7 separate regions of the Mus musculus genome follow, and all the other regions are linked to region 4. The links are chromatin contacts, called in public HiChIP or PLAC-seq and promoter capture Hi-C maps. All regions are on one chromosome and are shown on one strand. The core of a region is the stretch at or near the end of the contact, and the rest is flanking DNA. Distances in the headings are between cores, read along the strand shown. Region 1 holds the start of Fgd1 (FYVE, RhoGEF and PH domain containing 1). Region 2 holds the start of Gnl3l (guanine nucleotide binding protein-like 3 (nucleolar)-like). Region 3 holds the start of Tmem29 (transmembrane protein 29). Region 4 holds the start of Kdm5c (lysine (K)-specific demethylase 5C). Region 5 holds the start of Alas2 (aminolevulinic acid synthase 2, erythroid). Region 6 holds the start of Ubqln2 (ubiquilin 2). Region 7 holds the start of Maged2 (melanoma antigen, family D, 2).

The links. Promoter capture Hi-C pulls out the DNA fragments that hold promoters and counts their contacts. HiChIP or PLAC-seq counts read pairs in DNA pulled down with a chosen protein or histone mark. Capture Hi-C pulls out chosen DNA fragments and counts their contacts.
Region 1: an H3K27ac HiChIP or PLAC-seq map of microglia shows a contact between it and region 4, with 6 times the contacts expected there. The contact joins the promoter of Fgd1 here to the promoter of Kdm5c in region 4. A contact is called at or near these places in 2 of 39 promoter capture datasets (cranial neural crest and frontonasal cranial neural crest) and 3 of 115 datasets of contacts at active chromatin or transcription factors (embryonic stem cells, microglia and stem cell-derived neural progenitor cells).
Region 2: an H3K27ac HiChIP or PLAC-seq map of embryonic stem cells shows a contact between it and region 4, with 9 times the contacts expected there. The contact joins the promoter of Gnl3l here to the promoter of Kdm5c in region 4. A contact is called at or near these places in 6 of 39 promoter capture datasets (the C10 cell line, embryonic stem cells, erythroid cells and 2 more), 1 of 484 Hi-C or Micro-C datasets (CD4 T cells), 5 of 115 datasets of contacts at active chromatin or transcription factors (astrocytes, embryonic stem cells and large pre-B cells) and 1 of 9 other capture datasets (adipose tissue).
Region 3: a promoter capture Hi-C map of liver shows a contact between it and region 4. The contact joins the promoter of Tmem29 here to the promoter of Kdm5c in region 4. A contact is called at or near these places in 1 of 39 promoter capture datasets (cranial neural crest), 2 of 484 Hi-C or Micro-C datasets (both in CD4 T cells) and 2 of 9 other capture datasets (liver and pancreatic islet).
Region 5: a contact with region 4 is called in a promoter capture Hi-C map of embryonic stem cells, with 6 times the contacts expected there. The contact joins the promoter of Alas2 here to the promoter of Kdm5c in region 4. A contact is called at or near these places in 2 of 39 promoter capture datasets (embryonic stem cells and erythroid cells).
Region 6: a contact with region 4 is called in a promoter capture Hi-C map of pre-B cells. The contact joins the promoter of Ubqln2 here to the promoter of Kdm5c in region 4. A contact is called at or near these places in 2 of 39 promoter capture datasets (erythroid cells and pre-B cells).
Region 7: a promoter capture Hi-C map of pre-B cells shows a contact between it and region 4, with 4 times the contacts expected there. The contact joins the promoter of Maged2 here to the promoter of Kdm5c in region 4. A contact is called at or near these places in 3 of 39 promoter capture datasets (cranial neural crest, liver and pre-B cells).

Annotation. Positions count from the first base shown.
Region 1 is chrX:151,045,589-151,049,085 of GRCm38.p6, forward strand. It overlaps Fgd1 (FYVE, RhoGEF and PH domain containing 1), which reads left to right and starts at 1,582. Exons shown (of 18, transcript NM_008001.4): 1 at 1,582-2,393. The coding sequence starts at 2,087. Gm46690 (a long non-coding RNA gene) reads right to left here and starts at 504. Exons shown (of 2, transcript XR_001782846.2): 1 at 1-504.
Region 2 is chrX:151,015,185-151,019,209 of GRCm38.p6, forward strand. It overlaps Gnl3l (guanine nucleotide binding protein-like 3 (nucleolar)-like), which reads right to left and starts at 2,138. Exons shown (of 16, transcript NM_198110.2): 1 at 2,017-2,138.
Region 3 is chrX:150,457,112-150,460,663 of GRCm38.p6, forward strand. Tmem29 (transmembrane protein 29) reads right to left here and starts at 2,039. Exons shown (of 3, transcript NM_001359039.1): 1 at 1,961-2,039. It also overlaps a transcript of Apex2 not described here.
Region 4 is chrX:152,231,840-152,235,758 of GRCm38.p6, forward strand. Kdm5c (lysine (K)-specific demethylase 5C) reads left to right here and starts at 1,388. Exons shown (of 26, transcript NM_013668.4): 1 at 1,388-1,871. The coding sequence starts at 1,722.
Region 5 is chrX:150,546,022-150,550,021 of GRCm38.p6, forward strand. It overlaps Alas2 (aminolevulinic acid synthase 2, erythroid), which reads left to right and starts at 1,396. Exons shown (of 11, transcript NM_009653.3): 1 at 1,396-1,464. Mir3620 (microRNA 3620) reads right to left here and starts at 1,424; the gene lies at 1,364-1,424. It also overlaps a transcript of Apex2 not described here. RefSeq lists an enhancer at 3,730-3,931 and cis regulatory regions at 3,815-3,820, 3,833-3,838.
Region 6 is chrX:153,495,791-153,499,808 of GRCm38.p6, forward strand. Ubqln2 (ubiquilin 2) reads left to right here and starts at 2,442. Exons shown (of 1, transcript NM_018798.2): 1 at 2,442-4,018. The coding sequence starts at 2,664.
Region 7 is chrX:150,812,076-150,815,855 of GRCm38.p6, forward strand. Maged2 (melanoma antigen, family D, 2) reads right to left here and starts at 2,270. Exons shown (of 13, transcript NM_030700.3): 1 at 2,154-2,270; 2 at 596-662; 3 at 1-239. The coding sequence starts at 640.

The DNA.
Region 1 (3,497 bases), core at 332-2,831, 1.2 Mb before region 4:
AACCAGCTGAATGTCTGGGCCAGGAAAAATGTTTTGATTTGAAGTATTTTAGAGTAACTATCAAAGAAGTAATAATTGAAGCCATAGAAGCAAATGAGATATTGAGGGAAAGACCAGAGAGAGTGCGTGGGAAGACAGAGCTCAGGCCAAAGCTCCCAAGAACACTACTAAGACGAGGAGGAAACTGAAAAGGAAAAAGGAGAAAAATAAGCATGATATGTCATAGGGAAGCAATTTCAGGAGAAGGGAGAGGTCACTGGTGCTACCTGAATGCTAGCAAGTCCAAGTAGGATGACCTCTAAAGAGATTCTTTTCGGTTTAGTAACGTAAGCTATGGAAGACCTTGATAAGAAAAATAGCTTGGAAGAAGTAGTAGAGGTGAGTTGTAGCAGGGTTAAAGATAAGTGGGAGGTAGGAAATGGGACACTTGACTATGAGCAAGTCTTGAGTCATCTGTAAAAAGAGAAGAGAGATAACTTTTGGTGCTTGTTTTTTTAGATGGGAGAAGATACCTGACTGTTTAAAGCCCAGAGCGAAGGGACTCGGAACGAACTCAGAGGTCTGTTGCTAAGAATTCCAGACCTTTCTTCTGGCGTCTTCTGTTCACTCCATGTAAGTAGGACATGGGCTTATCAGCTAAGTACCGTGGGACGGAGTTGGGGGCACAAATCAAGATCTTGGGGAGACTAGATTTGATATGGCCACCATGGATGAGAGTTATCTAGGCAATGGGGGTGAAACAGAAAAGAAAGTTGACTACTAGTAGGGTGTCGGGTCAGTTCTGAGGGACTTGTAGAAGCTGGGAAATGAGGGTTTATCATGACACAAATGTGGAAAATTGTAGTGTTACCCAGTAGTGTTCAGCTGCCTGGGCACAAGCATGGAAAAAAAGGCAAACAGTTGGACTGGTTCAGTTTTGGGTTGCTGCCAGCCGGGTAACGGACAAAACAAGGGACCGCGACAAAAAGAGTGGAAAAGTAAAGGGCCATGAGATCTGGTCTGAGAAAATAAGTACTAAAGGATCGCTACGTGCCAAGCCTAGCTTAACTCTGGGACATGTGGAAAGGCTTCTGGGAAAGAGTGTGATGGGAGAGCGGAAGAAGGCATGAGATGCGACGGAAGGGTCGATTTCGGAAATTGGGCCCAGAGACTCGCCTCTGTGGGACCAAGGAAGGATGGGAAGGAAAGCTGAAGGGCCAGCAGAAGGAGGGCCTTAAGCTCCTAGCAGTTAGAGGTGAAACTGGCCCTAGCGAGGGGGCGTGGCCAAGCTCAAATCCCGACGAGGGGGCGGGGCTCCAATAACTGGGTCTCAGCGCCGCGGTGGCTGCGGCTGTCTCAGCAACGGCTCGCGCCTCCCCATCCCCCAGTTCCCAGGGCTCTTCCCGCCTGCCGCGGTGCAGACCCAGGACGAAGGCGGAGAAGCCCGGTCCAGCCCGGTCCTCCGCCCGCACGGCTGGAGCATCGTTCCGGAGGACTGCCCGAAGGCAAGCCTCGCAGCCGGAGAGCGCGGCGCACACGCGCGCCTCCCGGCCGCGGCCGTCCTCTCTTCCCTCCTTCCTCTCCTCTCCCCCTCCCCTCTCCTCCGCCCCCAGCCTCCGCTGCGGCGGGAGGAAGAACCCTTCCCGACTAGCCCAGAGAACCCAGGTCGATTCTCATTCCGGGAGAAAGAGACCCCCCTCGGTGGGATCCGGCTGGCCGCTCGCCCCCGGCTACGGAAGTGACTGGTCATCTATTAGGAGAGCTCGTGCCTAGCGCAGCCCCCGACCCTCGCCTAGCCGCAGCCGCATAGACAGCGCTCCCCAGCGGGCCCCCGGCCCCGCCGAGCCCACTCCCCGCTTGGGGCCAGGGCTGGCGATGCCTGGCGCGGCAACGGCGGTGGCCGCGGCTGCTGCTGCTGCTGCCGCCACGGCTGCTGGCCGGAGCCCGGGTCGGGGGCTCGAGTCTCCGCAGTGGGGCTGAGCCCGCAGCCCCGCCCCCCGAGCCTGAGGCCGCTGCTCCGCCGGGCGCCGGGCCTTCTCCGCCCGCGCCTCCGCCCCAGGAACTGGAGCCAAGCGGGGAGCCCGGGCCCCGCGCCCAGGCCCGGACCATGCATGGCCACCGAGTCCCGGGGGGCCCTGGGCCTTCGGATCCCGAACGCTCAGCGGCAAATACCCCCGGTGCCGCTCCGCTGGCCTGTGCCGACTCGGACCCTGGAGCCTTGGAACCCGGGCTGCCGGTGAGCAGGGGCTCAGGCACGGCTCTTGGAGGCCCTTTGGATCCTCAGTTTGTTGGACCCTCGGATGCCAGCCTGGGAGCGCCTCCAAGCTCCCGGGTCTTACCCTGCGGCCCTAGTCCTCAGCACCACCGGGCCCTGCGCTTCTCCTACCACCTGGAGGGCTCGCAGCCTCGGCCTGGTGAGTGATCCAGACAGCATGGGAACCTGGGCCACGGGCCTGGTACCGGGAACGGGTTCTTGTTCTAGGACTTGGAGCCGACATGCTCACCCTAGCCCCTTGGGTCCCCTCAACCCCTACCCCCACCTCCTGCAGTATTCGGTCCAGTCCTTTCAGCCTTTGCCCCTTGCTCTTATCTGTCCCTTGCGCCCTCAAGCCTTAAGACTCCTTTCTCTTCTAACTGTTGAGGCTAACAGGAGAGGAAGCACTCCAAGAAAAGGGGGCAGGATTTCAGGGCAGCAATGGGGATGTGGTTGGAATAGGAGAAAAGAAGTCTCCCATTAGCTAAGTGACTACATTTGTGCATGGCACTGAACTGGGTACTTTTACAAGGGTTTTTGTTTCAGCTTCAGGAGCCATCTGTGAAGTGGATATCATCAATTACATTTTTAGGGGTGCAGACTGAGGCTTTGAGAAGTAACTTGTCCAAGGTCACACTGTCATTATGGTGCCTGGATTTAAAAACAGATCAGAGTCCAAAATCTGTGGTCTTCCCGCTTCCCCAAACTGAAGCTGGAGAGTAATGCAAGCTTTCTCCTTATGTGATTTCCCCTTATACGACTCAGTAGCCCGAAAGTATGAGCAAAAGAGAGAGGGAGATGGTGGACTGATCCTAGATTGTGCTTCTGCTAGGTGTGTGTGGCCACAGGACAAGGGGAGGAAGAGGTAGGGGGTATTGATGAGAGAGAAAGGTGGAGCTGAGCCTGGAGGAAGGGGCTGAAGGCGCTGCTGGTACGAAGGAATAGGACAGAGAGGTCAGAAGGGAGAGCTGCTGGGCCAGGAGATTGTTTGGAAAAATCATCAGGATGGTTGCTTGGGTTTGCAGTGTGGTGGAACAACTCTAGGTCAGGCTGGGGCCACAGACCCCGATGGGCCTTTTCATAGTCCTGAGTATCTGAGCAGCCTAGCAGAGCCTCTAGGATATTCTCACGTGGGCCTGAGTCTGGGAGCCTTGAAGGAAGAACAGTGTATGGATCTGCCCTATCTTCACTGGGACTGAAGGAGGTGGTGAGCTTTTAGCAGCTTCCAGGGCTCATAGCTCACCTTCCACAGATCACTAGGACT
Region 2 (4,025 bases), core at 888-3,387, 1.2 Mb before region 4:
CCTCCCAAGTGCTGGGATTAAAGGCGTGGGCCACCACGCCCGGCTTCTGGTTCTCTATGAGAGTAAAAAACAAGGCATAAGGCCATGCAATTATAAACTCAATGAATTTGCTCCTCCCTTGGGAAGTGTGCATCTCTCATTTTACCTTAGGTGAGAAGAAATATCTGGCAGTTGTGATGCATACTTTTAATCCCAGCACTCAGGAGGCAAAGGCTGGCAGATCTCTGAGTTCAAGGCCAGCCTAGTCTACAGAGAGATTTCCAGGACACACACACCCCACAAAAAAAAAAAAAAAAACTGTCTCAAAAAAAAAAATCAACAACACCGGGGCCTAGCAAACACATAAGTGGATGCTCACAGTCAGCTACTGGATGGATCACAGGGCCCCCAATGGAGGAGCTAGAGAAAGTATCCAAGGAGCTAAAGAGATCTGCAACCCTGTAGCTTCAACAACATTATAAACTAACCAGTACCCCGGAGCTCTTGACTCTAGCTACATATGTATCAAAAGATGGCCTGGTCGGCCATCACTGGAAAGAGAGGCACATTGGACAAACAAACTTTATATTCCCCAGTACAGGGGAACGCCAGGGCCAAAAAAATGGGAGTGGGGGGGGGAGAGAAGTGGGGGGGGTATGGGGGACTTTTGGGATAGCATTGGAAATGTAATTGAGGAAAATACGTAATAAATTTTAAAAAAAATCAACAACAAAAATTAAGAGGCTGGAGAGATGGCTCAGTGGTTAAGAGCAGTTAAGAGCACTGCCTGTTCTTCCAGAGGTCCTGAGTTCAATTCCCAGCAACTATATAGTAGCTCACAGCCATCTATCGTGGAATCCGATGTCCTCTTCTGTCATACAGGTGCACATGTAAATAAATAGAGCATTCATATACATAAATAAATACAATTTTAAAAGTAGAGAAAATCTGAGCTCCTATTCTATGGATGAGGAGAGATTTCGAATGCACTGCATTGTAGGATGATCAGTGATATCACTGGCTTTCTGGGCTAAATGGGAGGGGGGAGTTGTCTGCATCTCTACTGCTCAGATGCCCCCTCTCTTGGTCAATCTGGTGATTATAAATCATTTGGAGGGTGGGGTTCTGTCTCTACCTCAAAAGGGAAGAAAATAAACCTGAGTTTCTCTACCCTGAGGGTCTACTTGAGAGGCATAGCATTATCTCAGTGGACTAAAGTCTGTTCCCAGGTACTGTAAGCCAGTTTGGGTGGGCCTTTACTACCGTCAGAAAAACAGCAATTCTTTATGGGGTAGCTATGGGGGTCTAATTTTCCATAATGAAGGGGGAGGGGTAAATCTGTGTGGTTGCCCATAAGTCTCTGTCTCCAATGATTTTGAGGGCTGATGGTGTCTGGTGACTGGTTACAAGGGTAAACATGAGAAGGGTGGGTCTCTACGTTAGGAGCTCTCTTCCTCTAGATATTACACAATTCTGAGCTCCCCTATCGCAGTATGGAGATGGACAAGCCCCGTTAAAGACCTATGCCTTAATAAGCCAGAAGTCGGCCTGCTCAACCTTGTATTGGAAATTATTTTCTTATAGGGCAGGGATGATATCATCCACCATTTGATGGGTCGACACACCTGTCTCCATTACGCAATGAAAGTATAAACGTAATAGACCTTCTCACACATGGATGGGGGCGTCTGTCTACATGGGAGAAATGGCAGTAATGCGAAATGACGCCCAAATATCCTGAAAGGCGGAGGGCAACCGACATTTTGTCTCATACGCATGGTCAGTGCCTCTCTACATAGCCAGGATGCATCTTTAGAGCCTCTCTAGGAGGCCGCCAGAATGCAGTTCAGCGCATCGCCACATGTGGAGCTATCCGTATCCCTCTTCCAGGCCCTTCTACTTTACAAGAGAGCCAGCTTTTCACCTCTCTAGTCCAGGATGGCGAGCATCTCTGGTTTCACCTTTAAAAAAACAATCTTTACTATACTGCTGGCCTGGTGAGCACTCACCACGAAAAAAAAGAGAGTAGTCTCTTACCTACACTTCCGGCAGGGACCTCGGAGAGCTGTTAGAAGCACAACGTCGCCAGTCCAGGAGTGCGCAGCTAGGCTCCGCCCAGACTTCCGGATCCCAGCCCAGCTCTTTGCTCCGCCTAATTTGCGTAAGACGCAAGGGCGGAGTTTCGATATAATTGCTGCGCCGCACAGTCCCGCCCCCGCTCCCACGCTGGCCCCGCCTCCTGGCTGCCGGCGGGTAAAGAAATAGCGAAGAGGGGGGCGGGAGCCTGGCGATGGGAGGGGGGGCAGTTGTGTGTATCTGTGTCTTGTTTGTGTGTGTGTGTGTGTGTGTGTGTGTGTGTGTATACTCATGTGGCCACAAAAGCTATTTGTAAGACGAACTCTTTTGTGCGGCTTCCTGGCTAGGGTTAAGGATGTATCTTCTCTAGTCTGTTACCAAAGTAATCACTGGCAGCATTAGATGAGGGTAGGGGGCAATAGTTTGTCCTCCTGGAAGATGGCGACAGACCGGGTGCGAGAAAATGGCCGCCGGAATCACGTGTCTATTTGGCTGCGTATATCCCACCTGAAATGAGTTCGCTGTTTTCAGCAGCTTTCCAGTCTCACGGGACTCTAAAGCATAGCAAGGCTCAGCCGGGAGCAGCAACCGAAACTCTTTGGAATTGTCACTCACCGGTTTACCCTCTTCTCCCTCATGTATGATTCCTGTGTCTGCAGAAAATAAACCTATCTCTAAAGCGAGGGTAGGTAAGGGTGTCTTTAATAACCATTTCAGGAAACTTCTGACTTGACTGGGAAGTGAGATAACCCTCCAAAAAGCGTAACTATTAATTTAATTCCTTCCTGGTCATTTACTTCCAGTCCTTTCCCTCTCCTCAAGTCTAAACCTTAAGGGTGGGGGTTGGGCTAGGTAAGGCAACCACCCAGAACGTGTGTTCTTCATCTGCAACTCATTCCTGCTGAAAACAAGCCCTTTTGCTCTCCCTCCCCTTATAGTACAGGATTGGCTGCTACCTTTCTCTCTAGACCCCAGATTCTTCTGGACCCCCAAAGTAGCCATAGTATTTACAGGCTCTATTTACCTATTGTAGCTCTATGAAATTTCTAATACCAGCGTTTTTATGACTCCCAGTTGAGTAAGAATCACAGCATCCTTTATCACAATACTACACTGTAGTAGGTTTTTTTCTTAAATTTTTTGTAGATTTGTTCTAGTTTGTGAGTTTGCTGTTATGTGTGTGTGTATGTATGTGCACCATATACCTTCCTGATGCATGTGGAGAGCAGAAGGATGCTTTGGATCCTCTGAATCTGGAGTTGCTGATGGTTGTGAGCCATCTGCATGTGAAAGCTTGCTGCTGAGCTCAGGTCGCCGGCAAAAGCAACAGGCTCTCCTAACTGCTGAGCCATCTCTCCAGTCCCTGTACACTATAGTTCTTAATGTGGCTTCATCACCACAGGAGAGAGGACTCCTCAGAGAAATGACAGTTCATCTTTGAACTCTCATAGAAACCCAGTACAAAACTGGCTGGAAGCAAATTTGTCAACTGAAATTAAGAGCTGCACCACAAGTCAATGGGGATTGAACAGTTTAATAGGTAGCATTGGGAAAATTGGATCAGGATAAAGAGAAATATAAATGCCAGGTATGGTAGTACATCCCCTGAGTACAGAGTCTGAGATTGGAGGATCAGAAATTCAAGATCATCCTGGTTTGCACAGGCAGAGTGATTTAAAAAGGAAATTCATGATTTTGAAACAGAATGTCTTCTAGCCCGGGATGTTCTCAGAATCTCTGTATCGCAGGATGACCTTGAACTTCCTGATCCTTCTCTGTGCAGCTCTGGAATAATAAGATTAGAAGCCTGTGCCGCCACACCCAATTTAAATGTATGCCCTGCAGTGGATCCAACACAATACCTTTTGCATGTTAGACAAGCACTGTACCATCTGAGCTACATCCCCAGTTCAATCTTAAATGATTGTCTCCAGGAGGAACAGCAAAGTATGGAGTACAGATGAAAGAGA
Region 3 (3,552 bases), core at 789-3,288, 1.8 Mb before region 4:
CCTTTGGACCTAACAAATCTACTTCTAAAATTGCATTGTGAATAAATGGCGATGTTGAAACAGTAAGTCTGTACAATAAAAATTTTTTTCACTTTATAGAGAAATTATCTTTAAAAATGTACACTGATATGCTTTCCTTCTTTATATTCCCCTGACATTACACCTGTAATCCCAGCACTTGAGGGATATGGAACCAGAAACTCTGGTCATCCTTAGCTAGACTAAATTGCCACTTCAAAACTACTCTGGGATAATGGAAACCTGCTCAAAAAAAAAAAAAAAAAAAAAAAAAAAAAAAGTAAAAAGTAAGCAAGCATCCACCCCCCCGCCATTACTAGGACACAAGCTGTTGGCCTATGTGGGCCACCACCCCCTAAAGCAGGTTCTTCTTCCACTCTCCTTTACAAAAATGGTAGTACACAGGTACTGAGACAATAACCACGGGTATCAAGATGAGCAACCAGACTACCAAAAATTTGCCAACATCCCTAGTCCATCACTGTCTAATCACACACTTGCTTTGTAAAATGCTTTCCTTCATCTAGTAGAAGTTTGGCCTAAAATGAAACAATATCTCCAGATCTCCTGATTTTTTTTCTTTTCTCTTCTTTTCTTTTTATTATTTTCAAAATGAGAAAAGTAAGTCTTCAGTTTTAGTGCATGCATCAGAATGTCAATACTTAGTTATACTCTCCCCTCGAGAAAGCAGTAAGATAGATACAGATAAACATCTTTCAAAAGAAAGTCAATGGACAGAGTTTCATTAAACAGTCCCAGCTGGCCTTCAACTCACTCAGCCTTCAACAGCACAGGCAGGCCTTGAACTGCAACCCTTCCCACCCATCTTCCCAGTAGCTAGATTACAGGCCTGTACCACCAGGCCTGATCTGACCCAGTAATGTTGTATGGATAAAGAATTGTACCCTGAAGAAATCAGGCACTTGGTCATTTGTTCAACAAATACCACCAATGTTGAGAACACATAGCAGTTCTGATGCTGAGCAGAAAGTATAATGGTGAGCAAGGAGGAAAAAGCAAGTATGATCCTCTCCTTAGGCATCATCCTTTATGATACCTGACATTGGCATAAGGAGGAAAATCAGTTATTAGATGATGTCGTCACATTTGGAAAAAAAGTTCAAGTCTTTTTCTCATTTTAAGATTCATTTTTATCACCTTGTAATCATGCACGTGTCTGTGCATGTGGGTGTAGGCCAGAGGCATCTGACTGTCTAGAGCCAAGGTGTGTCCTAGGAAGGGTCCTCTGTAGGAGCAGTACTAGCTCTTAACTGCTTCGCCATCTCTCCAGTTCCTAGGGTCTTTTTTCTAATCATTACCTGTCAGGGGGGGTTCAGTGGGATTTCACTTTTCTTAAATTGTTAAAGCAATAACACAAATACTCATTTCTGTATGCTTAAATTATACCCATGGGAATGGGGAAGAAAAAAATAATCCCTAAATCAAGTATTGTAAACTGCATTGAGTCTGGATGATTGCAATGTGGATAAGAATTGTTTTCATTAGTACCCCTGCAAACGGTTAAATAAAAGAACGAGGATGTTTATAAAGATCCTCTAATGTTAATCCTAAAGACAAGTTAAAGAATGACTTTTAGAAAAGCCAAAACACAAGTAGCTGCCCAACAGAATTTAAACCGCCTACTATAAGAGCAAAGGGCTTTATCCACAGGCAAGCAAAAAAAAAAAAAAAAAGCAAAAGAGAACCAGATTGAGGAAGCATAATTTAGAAAGACTACTTTTTTTTTAAGCACAAAGGGCGGGGTGGAGTGGGCAGGACTCCGATACCGCGGTTAACATTGCCATCTAGCGGCCACAGAAATTGAAACTCACCCTCACGGAACAAAATTATTTTCCTGCCGCTTTTCAGTCAACTGTTGTAGAAATGAAGACTCCGGAAGGTAAGCGGAATGGAGAAAACCGCCAAAATCACTCGTACTTGCCTAAGAGAGTACGGCGATCCGAATCCGCGATGAAAGCCCGAACGCCCATCCTCACCCTAGCGAAAATCAGCCGAAGTCCCGCCTTCTCACCGGAAGGAAGCTGTAATCTGCGGTCTAGGATTGGCTGATTTTCGCGTTGGCGCAGTGGTACGAGTGAGGTCGCTGCCAGCTTCCCTAAGCATTACCGGTAAGTAACTTCCAAAGCTCCTGTTCTAGGCCAAAGAACAGAGCTTGTGACTTGCAGCCACACAGCCCTGGTCTCCTTATGTTCTAGCCATTCGAGCCTTGAGCCAGATCGCCTCCCGTTCAGCCCTTACCTCTCTGATCATGAAACCTTTTTGGATGATTTTACCTGTACCCTAAAACACCGGCGGGGGGGGGGATCACATCCTTTACCAAAAGAAGGTATACTTTGAACACAAATGATCTACATTGCTTTCCTTTTTTTGTTTTTTGTTTTTTCGAGACAGGGTTTCTCTGTATAGTCCTGGCTGTCCTGGAACTCACTTTGTAGACCAGGCTGGCCTCGAACTCAGAAATCCGCCTGTCTCTAGCTCCCAAGTGCTGGGATTAAAGGCATGCGCCACCACTGCCCAGCTCTTTCTTTCTTTTTTGTTTGTATGTTTGCTTGTGTTTGAGCCACAGTGTCCTGTAGTCGAAGCTGGTCCGGAACTTGGCATTTCACCAAGGCCAGATTTGAACTAATCCTCATGGCTCCACCTCCAGAATGCTGAGATTATAGGCAGTGCAGCACCAAGTTTGGGAATGGGAATCAATTCTTACTGACAGTTACTTTAGCATCAGGAATGCTTTGGATGTGTAGTTTACTGGTGTTTTTCTTATGGGATTTTATTAAGAAGCCAACCTTGAGGTCAGGGCTCTAGAGAACTTTTCTTCCAGCTATTTCAGCCTTTGTTGTTTTCCTGGAATTAAGTCTCTGTGTTCTCTGGTCAGGCCCCTTTCTTAACTATATTGAAGAGAAGCCAAATAGAGCATCCAGGCAGCAAAGATCCCTGTGTCCAGCCTAGCAACTCCTTGGTGCATTGCACTTTTTTTTCCTCTCCAAAGTTTCTTTTATTTAAACAAAGAGTTTTGCGATGAAAATCCCTGAAAAGACGCTGTGTGTGGTTGTGTTTATGTCTGCAGAAAATGATAGGCCCACTGGAATTTCAGAATTATAGAGAGATTAGAATTGTGCAGGTTCAGAGGCTAAGTGCTTTATCTTGAGCTAGGTTTAGCCTTCCTGGCCCCACTCAGTATCTGAACACTAACACCTGGTGATAATAGAAAAAAATCTTTTGGAAGGTGGTAACTTTAGAACTAACATCTTGCAATAATAAATAAAAAGCTCATTGGCACTATTAACTTAAAGCTAACATTCTGTGATAATAAATAGAAACCTCTTAGAAGCTATTTGCTTAGGACTAATATCTTATGATAATAAATAAAAGTCCCTTAGAAGCTATTAATTTAGTAAAGCATTAGCTCTGCCAATCCCAGAGCTAAGACTGTCATCAGATAACATCTTAGGCCTATAGAATAGCTCTTCCATCTTGTTCATACCTCTCTGGTTTACCCATCAATGTATTTTA
Region 4 (3,919 bases), core at 138-2,637:
GGAGGAAGAATGGGTGGTGCTGAGACCAAAAGCCTGGTGTTCTTTACTCTTTACAGAGATGTTCCTCAGGTAGAAAAGCAAAATGTCTTCAGGTGAGGAACAGCAAACTTACTAACCTTAATTTTAATGCCTTTTCTCCTGTCCAGTTCCATTACTTTACATTATTATTACTATTATTACTATTGAGTTTTTGAGATGGGGAGTAGCCCTATCCTGGCTATCCTGGAAGTAGTTCTGTAGACCAGGATGACATTGAACTCAGAGATTCATCTACCTCTGCCTCCTGAGTACTGGAATTAAAGATGTATGCCACCATGCCTGCCCTTTTTTTTTTTTTTTTTGGAGACAAGAACTCACTGTACAACCTGCCTCTGCCTCCCAAGTGCTGGGATTAATGGCATGTGCCACCTACTGCCCGGCCATTAGTAATAATAATATTACTACTAGTACTACTACTACTACTACTTTGTGAGGCAGGATCTTGCTATGTAGCTCAGGCTGGTCTCAAACTCAAAATCCCCCCCTTTTTAGCCTCTATGTACTGCATATACATGGAATAAACAAAAATGTAAACATCCAGGCCTTTTGGTTTTTTTGTAGCAGTAGTTGCTACAAAAATGGATACACACATATTATACAAAGTGTTTATATAGTTACAATGTATACCAAACAGTCGAAAGCATTCTTTAAAATGCTGATGGCCAATGATACTGGGGAGAATAATGCATTTTTACTCTACGTGGGACTGAAGCTTCTAAAACTCCACATTCTCTAGGGAGTGAGGAGTTTCCTTCTTTCATTTAAAAACAAAAACCTCAGAGGTGTAAGTCTGGTAAATCTTCAATTCACTCAGCAGTAGACACGCGGAATGGGAGGGGGAGGGGGAGGAAGGGGGCGGAGGTTCCTCGAAATCACCGCCTTCCGTGGTTCTCACTGAAAGGACCTGAGAGAAGCAGCAAAGGACATTGGGGAGGAGACAACCGGCTTGGGATCTAGGGTGTGTGCGTGCGCGTGCGCGAGCGTGTGCGAGCGCGCATGGGCGCGTACTAGTTTAGGCTCACTACTTATGGACACTAGCTCCTCTTCCGGTTTGTCTAGAGACTGCGCATGCGCATCACTGGCCTTTAAACGTGCATCGCCGGTCCATCCGGTAAAAGGATCCGGCCATCGATTTACAATTTTGTTCTTCCGCCAATGAAATGAACTATTTTCTCTTAGCCTGAGAAATGTTTTTAACTAACCACCTCCAAATAAGGGACATATACAACCCGATTTCTTTCGGTCATCACATGATGAAGGCTTCCTAGGTTTTTTTCTGACTCAAAGTAAACGGAACTCGGAGAGACACCTTGCGGAGGGATCTGGTTTGTTGTGGTGAGGTACAGAGGTGGGGGGGAGGAGACGCTGACAAACCAAGATGGCGGTGGCAGCGGTGAAACCTGCCGCGACTGGGACTTAACTGTAGTAGTGAAGGCTTCAGTAGTTGGGAGGCAGCGGTAAGGTGTGGAAGAAACGGAACAGGACTAAGAACCTGTAAAAGGAACCTCAGCCTGAGACTTTTAGAGCACGGCACCCGCCCCCCTAAGCCCTTGACGGGCGGTGGCCGTCCTGCTTAGGGCCTAGACTCCGAGAAGTACCTCGGTTTCAGACAGCGGCGGCGCCATGCGTCCTTAAGGGCGACCTGAGCCCTCCCGATCTCTGGCCCAGCCCTCGGGCCCACCATGGAGCTGGGGTCCGACGATTTCCTACCGCCGCCGGAGTGTCCGGTGTTCGAGCCTAGCTGGGCCGAGTTCCGAGACCCTCTTGGCTACATCGCGAAAATCAGACCCATCGCCGAGAAGTCCGGCATTTGCAAGATCCGCCCACCCGCGGTAAGGCTGGGAGCTGATGGTCGCCAGCGGCGAGTTTGTGGGTGGATCCGGGTAGCCAGTGGTGAAGTCCCGGGCGGAGGGCAGCAGGTGTGGGAAGAATATGGGATGGCTGGTATTTTGTGGATGCCTCACGAAGCGGAAAAAGGGTGCTGGGGTCAGGGCTCCTCGTTTTGTGGCATACAAGTGACCTGGGGTCTGAGACCCACTCCCACTCTGCTCTTGAGAATTTCCCTTGATTCAATACACAGATGCTTAATGGGCTGGGGAGAGTTCGCAGGGAGGCACAGAGACTCCCATCTTTTACTTTGTATCACCCTGGTCGAGGCAGTTACAAAGTAACGACTACTGTCATTATTCCCTTTAAGGCAAGCTGTGTGGTGTAGTGGAAAGATCACGTCTCAAAAGGGAGTCAGACGTGAGTTTAAAACTACTTAGAAGGTTAGCAGCTGTATGACCTTGGGCATGTAAAGTAATCCCTGAGCCTGTGAATTGTGTGCTGGGAATAATTAGATTAAACCAGGTAACATAGTGCACTCTGGTAAGTGGTAATTACTGTGACTGTGAAGGTGCTTGATGTGGTCATTGGTTTGCTTCTGTGTGTGTTGACTCATGTTTACTCACGCTGTCAGGCCAATTCATCTCTGATAATATCCTAGCCTGGTGGCCAGTCAGGAAATCATTCTCACAGGGAGTGCTCTTTCTGGCTCCTGCGTTTTCTAGTTGAAGGTAATGTCAGAACCTTCTTGCACATGGTCCCCACAGCCTTCCTATGGAGAAGTTTAGACCAGTTAGCTTGGTATGGCCTTCTCAGAAGATCTGGATTCTACCTCAGGCTCAGAATGTAGATGATCCTATAAGATAAGGTTTTCTTGGGTCCCCAGGAACAATAGTGGAGATATGGAAATCTTCCTTTGCTTCCCAAATGTTCAGCAAAAAGGACCATATTGTTGCTTCTAGTCCTGACTAGCCCAGGGGAAGTTTTCCAAAGGCTAGGACAGGCTGCTGCCTTGCTGACACACTGGAGGAAACAATGGTGAACAGTGTTTAGTAACCACTTGAGATTCCTGGGCTGGTTTGAATTTATCCGCAACAATGTATCTTCGAGGAGGTGCTTCTGGATGTGGAAGCCTTATTCCCACTTGACAAGAGCATCTTAGGTCTTCTTATCCAATTCAGTGCTTTTGTTGCCCTTTCATAGGCTGGTTTTAGATGGATCCTCCGGGCCCTAGAGTCTAGAGTCCTTGTTGGTCACAGGTGTCTGAAGATGGGTTTCTGTTGTGAGGGAGTCACAGCTATTAGTGACAAGCCAGGAAGGCTAGCAGAAGGGAAAGGTTGGACTCCTGGATGGCCTTATGGAAATATTCCTTGACGTGGTCAGGAGACGCCTAATATGGGGATAATTGAGGTCTCAATTTCCCTTTTTTCTCCCTTGGGCTTTTGGGCAGGTTGGCCTTATGTAGGTGCTCTTACCTTGTCTTGGGGAACCAGGATGGAAGAAATGACAAGGACATCGGTGTGTGTGTCCATCCTTTCGTCCATCTGTTCATCTGTCCATCTGTCCGTTTGTCCCCAGGGGACTGTTCTTTGGTAGGCTTCTTTTCTCCACTCCAGTAGCTTTGATTCTTTCCAGTCCTGACTTTTGTTTTTGTTGTTCATGATTTTGTGTACGTGCCCACAATTCTCTTAAACCACCTTTAGGCTCTAAAGCAGTTGGCTTTCTTCTGTTTGGAACTTGAATTACTCACCCAAGTGATTCTTAGGCCCAGGATGCAAACCTGTGTGTGAGTAGGTATTGGAGTTTTTCTTAGAGGGGTGGTTTTGGGTTTGTGTTTCATAGCATGTGGCTGCTTGCTACACTTGGCATAGATGGATGGAGGACAGGGTAGTTAATGGTGGCATCACACAACTTCTTGAATTCGCCATCCTGTTTGTCACCACATTCGAAATGCCATCATCTTGAGCATTTGTACTAATACAGGACTGAGATGAGAGGTTTGTTGGACCTTCCCCATCTACTGTTGCACCTATAGCTCCTGCCTTAGGACTTC
Region 5 (4,000 bases), core at 146-2,645, 1.7 Mb before region 4:
CAGTGTCTTTTGCCTTACAGAAGCTTTGCAATTTTATGAGGTCCCATTTTTCAATTCTTGATCTTACAGCACAAGCCATTGCTGTTCTGTTTAGGAATTTTTCCCCTGTGCCCATATCTTCGAGGCTTTTCCCCACTTTCTCCTCTATTAATTTCAGTGTCTCTGGTCTTATGTGGAGGTCACAAAGTTATTCCTAAAGGAGAGGGGTAATCCCTGGGACTGTCCTACATTCCCACCCACGAGGGTGTGTTTAATTATAATACCTTTGGATTTAATACTGTAACTCCACTAAATAGTGGGCTTTTATGGAAAGACCTCCATTAGTTATTGGCATATGGCCATAGTTCCATTGCCCTAGCCTTAGGAAAGGCATGGGGAATACAATATAAGAGAAAATATTAAAAGGGGTAGAAAACAGAGAAACTAATATTTTAGCTGTATGTTCTAAGATGTACAGGAGAGTGTGGGTTCTGGGAGCATACTGTCAACTTTGTAGCCGAGGTATGTACTTTGTAGATGTGCAATTATTAGTAGCCCACCCTCCCAGTCTTAGGGTCTTTATCTGTGACAGAGATAACTGTGCCTCTGTCTTAAGATTCTTTTTTTATGTGAATAATCACTTTATTATCTGACTGTTGAAATTAAAATTCTTTAGTTTTGAAAAATAAATATAGATATACACCTGAGAATAAGACCTGAACATCTGTTTCTAGAATCCAATCCATTACAAATTCACACAAACCAGCCCAGTGCTGTGGGTTTCCTTCTACATGACCACAATGACATCAGCAGCCTTCTTTCAAATGATTTTCATTCCCAGACCACTGTGGACATTAAGAGCAAGTGTCTTAAGATTCTTATGAGGCTTAATTAATCAATGCAAAGTAATTACCCCCTCAAGGTACAGAGTAAAACCACTGAATCAACACAAACTGTTATTTTCTCAAACTAAGCACTGTGCCAAATATTTGTTCATTTATTGAAGTGACACAACATCCTTTGAGTTGATCTACTTTCCATGGAGGCTCACAGCTAGAACCCTTCAGAGCCCCAGTGCCTAGAGTGCCGAGAGTGTATTCTATGTCTGACTTCAGGGTCCTCTCCACGTGGACTTGCCTTTAGTGGCCTCCTTCATGGCTGAGGGAACTGAAGGTCAGAGGGATGGTTCTACAGAAGGTGCCCTGGATTTATAAGGATGGTCTGATCTCAAAATCGAATGAGTTAGTTTCACTACCCCAGAGGGAGTAGAGGAAGAAAACAGAAAGAGAAGGCACAGAACAAGGGGAGTGAAAGGAGACTACTTTGCTTTTTATCTTTAGCAGAGGCCTGAGATACCTTAAGGCCGAGGCGGAAGGGGGTGGGGTGGGGTGGGCGGGGCTGAGCAGGAGGCTGGGATGAAAGCTGCTTCCCAGCCCAGCCCACAGCACTCACCGTCTTTGGTTCGTCCTCAGTGCAGGGCAACAGGTAAGAGGTTCTTTCAGTGTTCTTTCTGGGCTCTCACCAACACTGTATGTTGACCCTGGGTGGACTTTTGACCTTCACAGAAACTCTCTTCTGTTTGGGGGTTTTCCTTTCTTCCTCCTCTCCCTCTCTCTCTCTCTTACTACTTTCCAGTACTTTCATCTTACTTCACTAATTCTCTGTCTGACATTCCTGCTTTCTGTTACTTTTCCCTCAAAGGACTTTTCTCTATCTCCTCAACCCCTCAAAACCCATTTCTGTCTCCTTAGTCTCCTTCTGTCTCTGTCTCTTCCTCTCCCCCATTTCTCTAGGAAAGGCATCTTCATATTTCTTCCAAAATTCTCCAGTCACCCCATTATCACTTGACACTTTCCCATCTGCTTGGCCTAGAACAGAGTGTGAGGTTTCAGAGCCTTGTGGGTAGGGGGTCAGATCCAGGGAAGGAAAATTGGAGGCTTTTGTGGGGGAGGGGGGGTGGTTAAGAATGGTAAGGCAAGATGCAGGAATTGAGAGGTTGCAAAATTAGTAGAAATAAAGGGAAAAGGCGGAAGAGAATTGTCATTGTACAGAAAAGGCAGATTTGGAGTCTCACTCTTAAGTCACTGTGAGATCCCAGGCAGGTCATTTATCCTTTGACAAAAGGGCCTGCCCACAGTTCCCACAAATTTCTTAGTTTTGTGGTATACATTCTTCTGTTTTTAATTGTCCTTTGACTTTCCAGGGTTGGAAAGAGGGCACTAGGAGGGGAGATAAGGCCTGATGCTTCACTGGAAGAAGCAAGGGATTCTTTTCCAGACTTAAATGATTCTTAATATCAAGCCACAAGTAATGGGAGACAGGGGACAGAAGAGCTGCAAGAGTGGCTTCTGGCTTCCCTGCTGGGATGGTGGCCCAGCTGATCTTTCTGGCCTATGGGACTGCAAATTAGGTGCTGACCTAAAAGGGAATTATAGACATACAGGGAAAAAAACCCTTTGAGTAATGATGCCACTTGTCTTGAGAATTCCCGTCCCTCTTTGATTTAGTTTTAAAATTACTCGAAATCTTTTCTATGTAGTGGGTTATATAAATCATTAAGTGGTGAAATGAATTCATAAATGTTCAATAGTACCCCAAATCCTACTTTAGAACATTTGGAGAAAGCATTGGTCATAAATTACTGTAACAGAGTGGCTTGGTGTCTAGAGTCAACTTCCCAGCTATGAAAATCGGGAATGTTTGGACCATAGATTCATGGTCGCTAAGTTAGAAGTCTCTGGAACCAGACTGCCTAAGCTGAAATTTTGCTTCCTTTACTTAACAGTTTTGTAATTTGGGTGAGTCACAGATCTTTTGGGGACCTCGGTGTCTATTTCCAACATCATCCTGAGGACTGAATAAGTCTATGTATGTAGAACATTGACAATGGTCAGAGCTTTGTTAATGTTTGTATATCAGAACCAGAAGATAAATTATGAAATTTCCAATCTAATCCAATGTCTGTGGAGAAAGTAAAGTTCAAAAGGGTGGAGGGGAGCAGGGGAGCCAAAGTACACATACAGTAAAAAAGTAACAAAATGAGACAAAAATCTCATCTCCAGCTTTCCAGACTTAGTCTGATATAAGCAAGGTGGAACTCTGATATATTTATGATGTGACTCCTTGGCTCCAGAGTATGTTTTGTCTGAGAAAAGATTTGCTACTTAGTCCTAACTGACTGGGAGCTATGCAGCCCAAACTAATATGCAATTTAGGATCCTGTTGTCACAGCTTGCTGTGGTGTCAAAATACCCAGCTAAGAGATACCCAGCTAAGACCTTATGTTCTTAATACCCTGCCTGAAATGCTTCCTCTATTCAACTTTACTCATTCCTGGCTCATATTAAGAATGTTATGGAATGGACATTAAGAATCCAAATACAAAGTTATAGGTCATAATGATGTTCAAGAAGATCAGTGTAGGACAAGAGAAATTGTAACTGGAGCTTTAAAATGAACTCAAGAATTCAATTCACATCAAGAACTCTGTATTTTTCCCAGGACCCTCAGTATATTATGGCCAACAGCCCCACAAAAATGGTGAGTCCACTGGACCTCTTCTGGTTTCTACATGGAAAGTAGGCCTTAATCAACCATCATTCCAGGGCAGGACTTTGCCTCTAATCTTAAGGGCTTCCTGTCTCACTATATACTTCAATGCTATTGTCAGTGTCAGAGAAGGAGTTTGTATAAACCTGCAGGAACTGGGACATCTTGACTCCCTACAGATTGCCAGAGCCAGCGTTGGCCAGATGCTTAGACGTGATTCCAGGAAGGGGTTCTTCTTCTCTCCCACGCCCTGGGCTCATCCTAGGGAGTAGCCAGACTCTAATGGTGATAAGCTCTAGGGGCTTTATCTATGGTCTGCAGGCTCAGCCTTGAGTGCTTTAGCCTTCATGGCCAGGCAGTCAGAAGGGCAACTCTTATTTCCAGATATGAGGTAGGCACTGGATCCAACCAATGGCCTACTGAGTGATCAAGGTAGAATTACCTCACATCTGACAACTGATCAAAGCTAAAA
Region 6 (4,018 bases), core at 1,192-3,691, 1.3 Mb after region 4:
TTGCTATTATTGGGCATTTAAAATCTTAAAATGTATAAATTTGACTCTGAATTCATTCACATAGTACCCCATAAATCTAATGTTAATGAACTCAGACCTGCTAAAAATGAATATTCTTATTCACCACTTATTTCAATTGGCTTGGGATGGGGCCTAGAAATTTCTATCAGTATCAAGTTCCTTAAACTACATATAGGGTAATCTTGTGGTAAGTATTGAGATTATATTCTCATTATAATTATGCTTACCAATTCATTCTACTAAGAATTTCAATTTGTACTATCTCAAAAGTGTTCGGATTTCTTTAAATTTTAAGTGTTTTCTTCTTCCTCATTTTTGTTAATAGTATTTACCTTTAAGAGTCATTAACAATTCCTTGTGATATAGTATTAAATTTCTATTTATTTTCAGAAAAGTTAAACATATTTTAACAGAGGTGAGTTGTCACTATCTAAAATCAGCCATTGCTGGTAGCCTGTCATGTTTCCTTCGAGTTTAGAGACAAAGCACATTTTTACAGCTTTAACTCCAGTTCCATTTAGTCATTGTGTAGAATCCTGTACCATTTCCTCTTCCTTGTGACTAGATGTTTAGAATGACTGCCTCTTGTACATTTATTTTCTGTTAATTTTTCTTTCAGTACTAGGAATTGAACCCAGGGTCTCTTCACACACAGTACGCATGTGCTCCATCAGTGAGCAGCAGCCCAGCCCTTCTAGCTAATAGAATATTTTATATACATATGTACATATGTTTTAAATACCATAGATATTTACATTTGATGTGTGTCAGTTAATTATGTTTTGATATGTATTTAAAGCAAGTATACTTTTCATTGTACATTATATCTATATGAGCTCTTGCATATATAATGATTTTTGTACTAGTCATGGGTATAATGGCCCTGTATTTTGTTTTACACTGAGATTTATTAAGGTACTGTGACGTAATGATTTTGAAATGCTGTTAAATCATCTCTAGGTTTTTGTATGGGAAAAGGATTTTCTGTGTTCAAAGCAAGAGAAATAAATGATTTCAGAATAATTTCTTCTATAATTCAGGTTTTCTATAACAGTAATACTCCATTTTTTGTTTTCTTTATTTAATCCATAATGATTATGTTAATTTCTGCCACGACTATTGTGTGCCTGTCAATTTTTACCTTTACTCTTGTCTGAAAATAATATTTGTAGTTTTTAAAAATCATAAACGCAATGCATATTTATTCATCAAATTCACAATCTTATAAAAATAGAAAATAAGAATTATTTACAATTTCAGCTCTTACTAATAATTACCTTTATCATAATGGAGTATAGCCTTTCAGATTTTTTTCACACATACAGTCTACAAGCTTTTTGATGCTGACACCTACACACATGTATTGTTTCCATTTGTTAAGAAAACCATAAAAAATAACCCCAAATATCGTCTATTATTTTCTCCTAACTACAGTGCATTTAATGTATTTTTTAGAGACATGTAATACTACATGAATTAGCCACCATCTTTTAGACACAGGGATTATTTTATTGTATGGCAAAATCATAGTATTCCTGTCACAGACCCATTTAACTAGCTAAACGCTATTTTTTAAAATGCCACGTTGTTTATATATACTTTTCGAATTGATTATTAGGTCTTTCTAAACAAAGGTGCAAATCCTTAAAATGTCCATTTGTATTTTCAAACTGCCCCATTACAACAATTCATACTACGACTAGCATGAGAGTGCATTTTCTCGGCTCCTGGTCAACAAGGTTTAACGTTCTTTTTTTTTTTTTTATCGCTGCCAATATGATAAACCCGAAGGAAAAATCTCATTGTGTTTATTTGAATCCCTTTGATTAGGAGCGAGCCTCATCTTTTCAGAAGCCTGTTGGCCGTTTCTCGGCTTCTTTTGTAAAATGCTCGCTCCCGCCATGCCTTCCCTTCCCCCAACCGGGCGCTCATTCTCCCTTTTTGCTTTGTCAGAGTTCTTTACTATTCATTTTTCGTCCTTTGCCTGGGATCGGTTCAATTCAGGCTTTCATCCTTTCACTGCCTCCCAGATTGCGAACCCACATTCTCCATTGGTCTTTCAGTGGCTGCTAAAGAAGCTGCCTCCCTCTTCCTCCTCCTGGCCTCCTCCCTTCCCCCCTCGCCTCGCCCGCCTCGCCTTGGTCCCCTGGCTTTTCTCTCCAGCCTCCTTCCTTTTCCTTCTCTTCCCCCCTCTCTTTGTTTATTTCTCCCTCCCTCTCCCTCTCCCTCCCTCCGCCCCCCCTCCTCTGCAGGGCAGGAGTTTTGCGCTCGGCCGCGAGACGCTCGCTGGGCTGGCGCCGCGTCAGCAGGGGGCGGGGCGCGGCCGGGGGCGGGGCGGGGCGGGGCGGGGCGGGAGCGCGGGCGCCGCAGCTGCAGGAGTCGCTGGGAGTGCGCGCGGGCAGATCACAAGGCGGCGGCAGCGGAGACGGCCTGCAGGACCTGCTCTCTCAGCCCTCAGCCGAGGCCTACGCCGAGCCGAGTGCGCAGCCGACGACCGGGAGGAGCCGCAGCCTTCAACTCTGAGGTACTGTGATCCGCGCTGCCCGCCGGGCCGCCCCAGTCCGCTGCTGCGGCACCTCCTTCCCTCGCGCCCTCTTCGCTCGCCAGCGCCTTCCCTGTGAGCCTGCGTCACCGCGGCCGCCATGGCTGAGAACGGCGAGAGCAGCGGCCCCCCGCGCCCCTCCCGCGGCCCTGCGGCGGCCCCAGGCGCGGCCAGCCCGCCGGCCGAGCCCAAAATCATCAAAGTCACTGTGAAGACCCCCAAAGAGAAGGAGGAGTTCGCGGTGCCCGAGAACAGCACCGTGCAGCAGTTCAAGGAAGCGATTTCCAAACGCTTCAAATCGCAGACCGATCAGCTCGTGCTGATTTTCGCCGGAAAGATCCTGAAAGATCAAGATACCTTGATGCAGCATGGCATCCATGATGGACTGACTGTTCACCTGGTTATCAAAAGCCAGAACCGTCCGCAGGGCCAGGCCACCACGCAGCCCAGCACGACTGCGGGAACGAGCACGACGACCACGACCACCACCACGGCGGCGGCGCCGGCGGCGACGACATCATCGGCTCCCAGGAGTAGCTCCACACCTACCACCACGAATAGCAGCTCCTTTGGGCTGGGAAGCCTTTCCAGCCTTAGTAACCTGGGCTTGAACTCGCCCAACTTCACCGAGCTTCAGAACCAGATGCAGCAGCAGCTCCTGGCCAGCCCTGAGATGATGATCCAGATCATGGAAAATCCCTTTGTTCAGAGCATGCTTTCGAATCCTGATCTGATGAGGCAGCTCATCATGGCCAATCCACAGATGCAACAATTGATCCAGAGAAACCCAGAAATCAGCCACCTACTGAACAACCCAGATATAATGAGGCAGACGCTGGAAATCGCCAGGAATCCTGCCATGATGCAAGAGATGATGCGAAATCAAGACCTGGCTCTCAGTAATCTCGAAAGCATCCCAGGTGGCTACAATGCTCTGCGGCGCATGTACACTGACATTCAAGAACCTATGCTGAATGCCGCACAGGAGCAGTTTGGGGGCAACCCGTTTGCCACGGTGGGGAGCAGTTCCACCTCAGGGGAAGGTACTCAGCCCTCCCGCACGGAGAATCGTGATCCGCTGCCCAATCCTTGGGCACCACCGCCAACAACCCAGACGGCTGCGACCACCACCACCACCACGACCACAAGCAGTGGCAGTGGCTCTGGCAGCAGCTCCAGCAGCACCACCGCCGGGAACACCATGGCTGCAGCTAATTACGTGGCTAGCATCTTCAGCACCCCAGGAATGCAGAGCCTGCTGCAGCAGATAACTGAGAATCCCCAGCTGATTCAGAATATGCTGTCTGCGCCCTACATGCGGAGCATGATGCAGTCGCTGAGCCAGAATCCAGATATGGCGGCCCAGATGATGCTGAGTAGCCCGCTGTTCACTTCGAATCCTCAGCTGCAGGAGCAGATGCGTCCACAGCTCCCGAATTTCCTGCAGCAGATGCA
Region 7 (3,780 bases), core at 1,020-3,519, 1.4 Mb before region 4:
AGAACTTGGGTCTCACTCAGCTGTGTGGTAGGTGAGGCCTGGGTGGCAGCTGCCTCAGACGCCTCTGGGGCCTTTGAGACCTCTGTCGCCTTTGGGTTCCCAGAGGCTTTTGGAGCCTTTGCAGCCTCTGAAACCTCTGGTGCCTTTTCTGCCTTTGGTGTTTCTGAGACCTCCAAGTTCTGGGTCACGGTCAACAGGTCCTGCATCACGGAGCCGCTGTCCTTTTCTGAAGCTTTGCCCTGCAAGGGAAAGCAAGGAAGTTCACTGACCTTCTTCCCACCCCTCAACAAGGCAAATGGTCCCAAAATTAGGTGGCTACACTTCTCTGACCTGTAAAGACTCTTACCTGTGGTGTGCTCTGACCACCCCAGCCTAAACAGGCTTCCCAGTTAAAAAGTAATGACAGAACCAAGGGCCCGCCCACCCTCTCTCCCTTCCTCTTGGCCTCCCCTCCACTGGGGAGAGGGGATGCACCCAGGCAAAGAAGTGGGTGGAGAATGACAAGGATGGGAGGAGAAGCTCCAAGGATTTAGGGCAGCAAAAGGGGCTTGAAAGGCAAGCAGCAAGAAAGGGGGGGGGGGGGTATCGGTCTTACCTGAGAGCGAGCTGGATCTGCACCACTCTCGCTTGTGTCAGACATGTCTCAAGTTCACCTAGCAAAGCTGAGTTCAAAGAGAAGGCCTGGGTCAAGTGGAGAGCCCGCTGAACGTCGTATCCCTTGTTCTGCCTAGAAGCTGATCCTCACCTTCTTTAGGGCCCCAAAGCCCAGCCCCTCCCGGAGCCCCAACCAGTAGGTGCTCAGATACAGAAATTCTGTCTCTAGGTCTCAGTTCTCTGCAGCCGCACCCTCCCCTCCTCCAGGAAGATGTGCCAGCGCGGCAGCTCTGAGGACCCCGCCCCCTTTTCCCAGCGCACCCCCCCCCAGCCGCAGGCTTAGAGTGCGCATGCGCGTCTTCTGCAGCGCCCTTTCAACCCCGCCTGCTTTCCCAGTACAAACCCGTTCTTTGAAGTCCACCGTGCACATGCGCATTCAGCAGCTGGCCCAGTCTCTGCGAGCCCTTCTCAACACGCCCCTTTCTAGCTATACATAAAGCGCATGCGCAATGTCCACGGTCTCAGTCCAGCACCCAACTCCTATACACGCCCCTCTCCAGGTCCGCAATGCTGTTCAGCCCCGCCCCCTCCCCAACAAACCTTCCATCCAAATTGTCGCAGTGTCTGGTGGTCCTAGCCCCTCCCCTACTCACAACCACCCTATCAATTTCACAGAGCCTCCAGGTCCCGCCCTTTATCCTAACACGCCCCCCTCCAAACGGTAAAACCCAAATTGGTTTGGCTCCTTCCCTGTAACACCCCCTCCTCAACTCAGGATTGAACTAGTGATTCCATCTTAGGCCCAGCCAAACGGGGTCCAGTCCCCTCCCTTCCTAGCTGGATGGATTCGGTAAGATTTGGCTCTTAAGGCAGGTTTTCTCCAGATCCCAGAGGGTGGGGCCGACCCCTAGCAGGCTCTCATCCAAAGCTGGGGCCCATGACTTACCTCGTCCTCCTACAATTCCCGAGTGTGTCCACTCTCTCCAAGCCCCTCCGAAACTCAGATACTGCCCTCCCCACTAAAGGCCGGAAGTGGTCCCGCCCCTTTCCGCCTCCCTAGGGGGCCTCCGTCCCAGCCCGTCTGCCCCTCCCCCCTCAACACTCCTTATTCCCCCCCTCCCTATTCCCTTGCCTAACTCCGGACTCCCTATTTCCCATCGCATTTCCTATTTACTCTACAGAAATCTCTTCCCATTCCTTACATCCTTCTCTGTGTTACCTATGCAACCCCCCTCCCCAGTGTCCCTTAACCCTTCTCTGCATCCCCTATTCTTGTCCCTGGATCTCGCCTTCCCCTTCTTATTTCCCCATATTCTTCCTTCTCCTCCAAGCATGCACAGTTCCCCTTTTTCTCCCCTCCACCTCTGCCAGTCTCTGCTGTCCAGTTCATATACAGCTTACTACTTTCTTGGTCGTTCTCATTCTCACACCGCATCAAATGCAGCACTTCTGCTCCAGCTATAGTGGTCAAATAAGAATTGCCCACCTGCCCAGCTATAGGTTTCAGGTAGTTAGAACCACTGTCTGCTCACCAGGAAAGCCCAATGTTGTTCCCTCACCTTGTCCTCCAGTGAGTCTGGGATGCGTGTGCCTGCTCCTCTCAGTCCCTCTCGAAGTCTCAGCCTCCTGGACTAGAGCTGCAGACAGCCCAGCCCAGCCCAGCCCCTTTCCGCAGCCCCCTACCCCCCGCCCCCTTCCTCGGGGGTGGGGCAATGGGGCCCTGCTCAATGCTGTCTGACGCCAAAGCCCATGTTTATGCCTCTGTACCAGGTTCGGTCTGAAGCCCTTCCAACCCAAACTGCCCCCACGAAAACGATTCATTCATTGAAATTATTTATTTTATATCGTTATTTTTCTTACTACAAAAGTAGTGTGTTGTCATGTGAAAACCAGAGAAATGCAGAAATATGTAACAGAAAATTAAAAGCTATCTTTAATCTCCTTCCTCAGAAATACTCATGACATTGAGTACTTTGATAGACATTCCTCCATTAATTTTTTAATTTGTAGTCTGATTATGTGCACTTTCTCCCTACACCGGCTATACTAGTTACCTACTGTTCTGTAACTGCTTTTTTTCAAGTTATATATTCAAACCTCTTTCCCTTAGCATATGTTTTTTTAGAAATGTATAATGTTTTCTTGTATAACTGTCCTATAATTTATTTACTTAGTTCAGCTTCGTGTACTTTCTGGGTTGTTTCCCCCTTTTCGAACTATTACAAACAATGCTACAAGGACCATCCTGGTGTCTATATTGGACTGTTTTGTTGTTTTATTATGTTTTGCTGATTCAATTCATTTGAAAAAACTACCATTTTCAGCGTAAGTTAACTGTACAAAGTAATGACTTTTATTATGGCATTGACAGATTCACCCTCAATAACGTTTTTCACTAGTTTGAAATGGCACTTCTGTTGCCTGATAAATTCACATAAACAACTGGGTGTCTTCATGAGAACAAGATAAAATGTAAAGACAAAGAGAAGTAGACAAAATATCATTAGCAATAGAGCAGGTGAATGCAGACCCAGAAAAAGCTTATTATAAACTATAATTCACGGTAGTTATAGAAATAAAATTCAAGATCTTTCTTATACACAAATAGTCAGAAGTCTGCTTCTTGAGGTCACCTTTGCCCATACTGGACAAATGAAAGATAGCCAATCCTTATGGCTTTATGGACAATTTGATTCACATACATTTTCACACATCATCAAGGCGGGTTTATATATTCGTTTCATTTCCTATAAACTGTTACTTCCCCCAAGTTTGTAATGTCACCCTTCTACTTTCTTATCTCCTAGGCTCTCTCTGCTGAGCACAAATGAATAGTCTCTCATTTTCTTCCAATTCTGGTGCCCCAAATTCCTATCCTATCCAACTTATGGAAAACTTCCAATACCAAGAAAATAAAGTTCTCAAACCTGAGGGTCCTGAGGGTCTATGAAAGCACCCTACAGCTGGTCACCACATAGATGTTGTAGGTGTGTGTTTTAGAAGATCTTAGGTGTTGTATGGGGATTAAGTGTCTTCTTGGAACTAGAGAGCATAGCTATGACCTTGGTAGTCATCCAAACAAGCAGTGCTTGTGGTTTGGCCTAGAGTGTTAGCAGGGGAGATAGTGAGGAGATTGGTGGGGGCGGGGTGGACTGCTAGGACTTGATGAGTAATTGGATTGTGGAG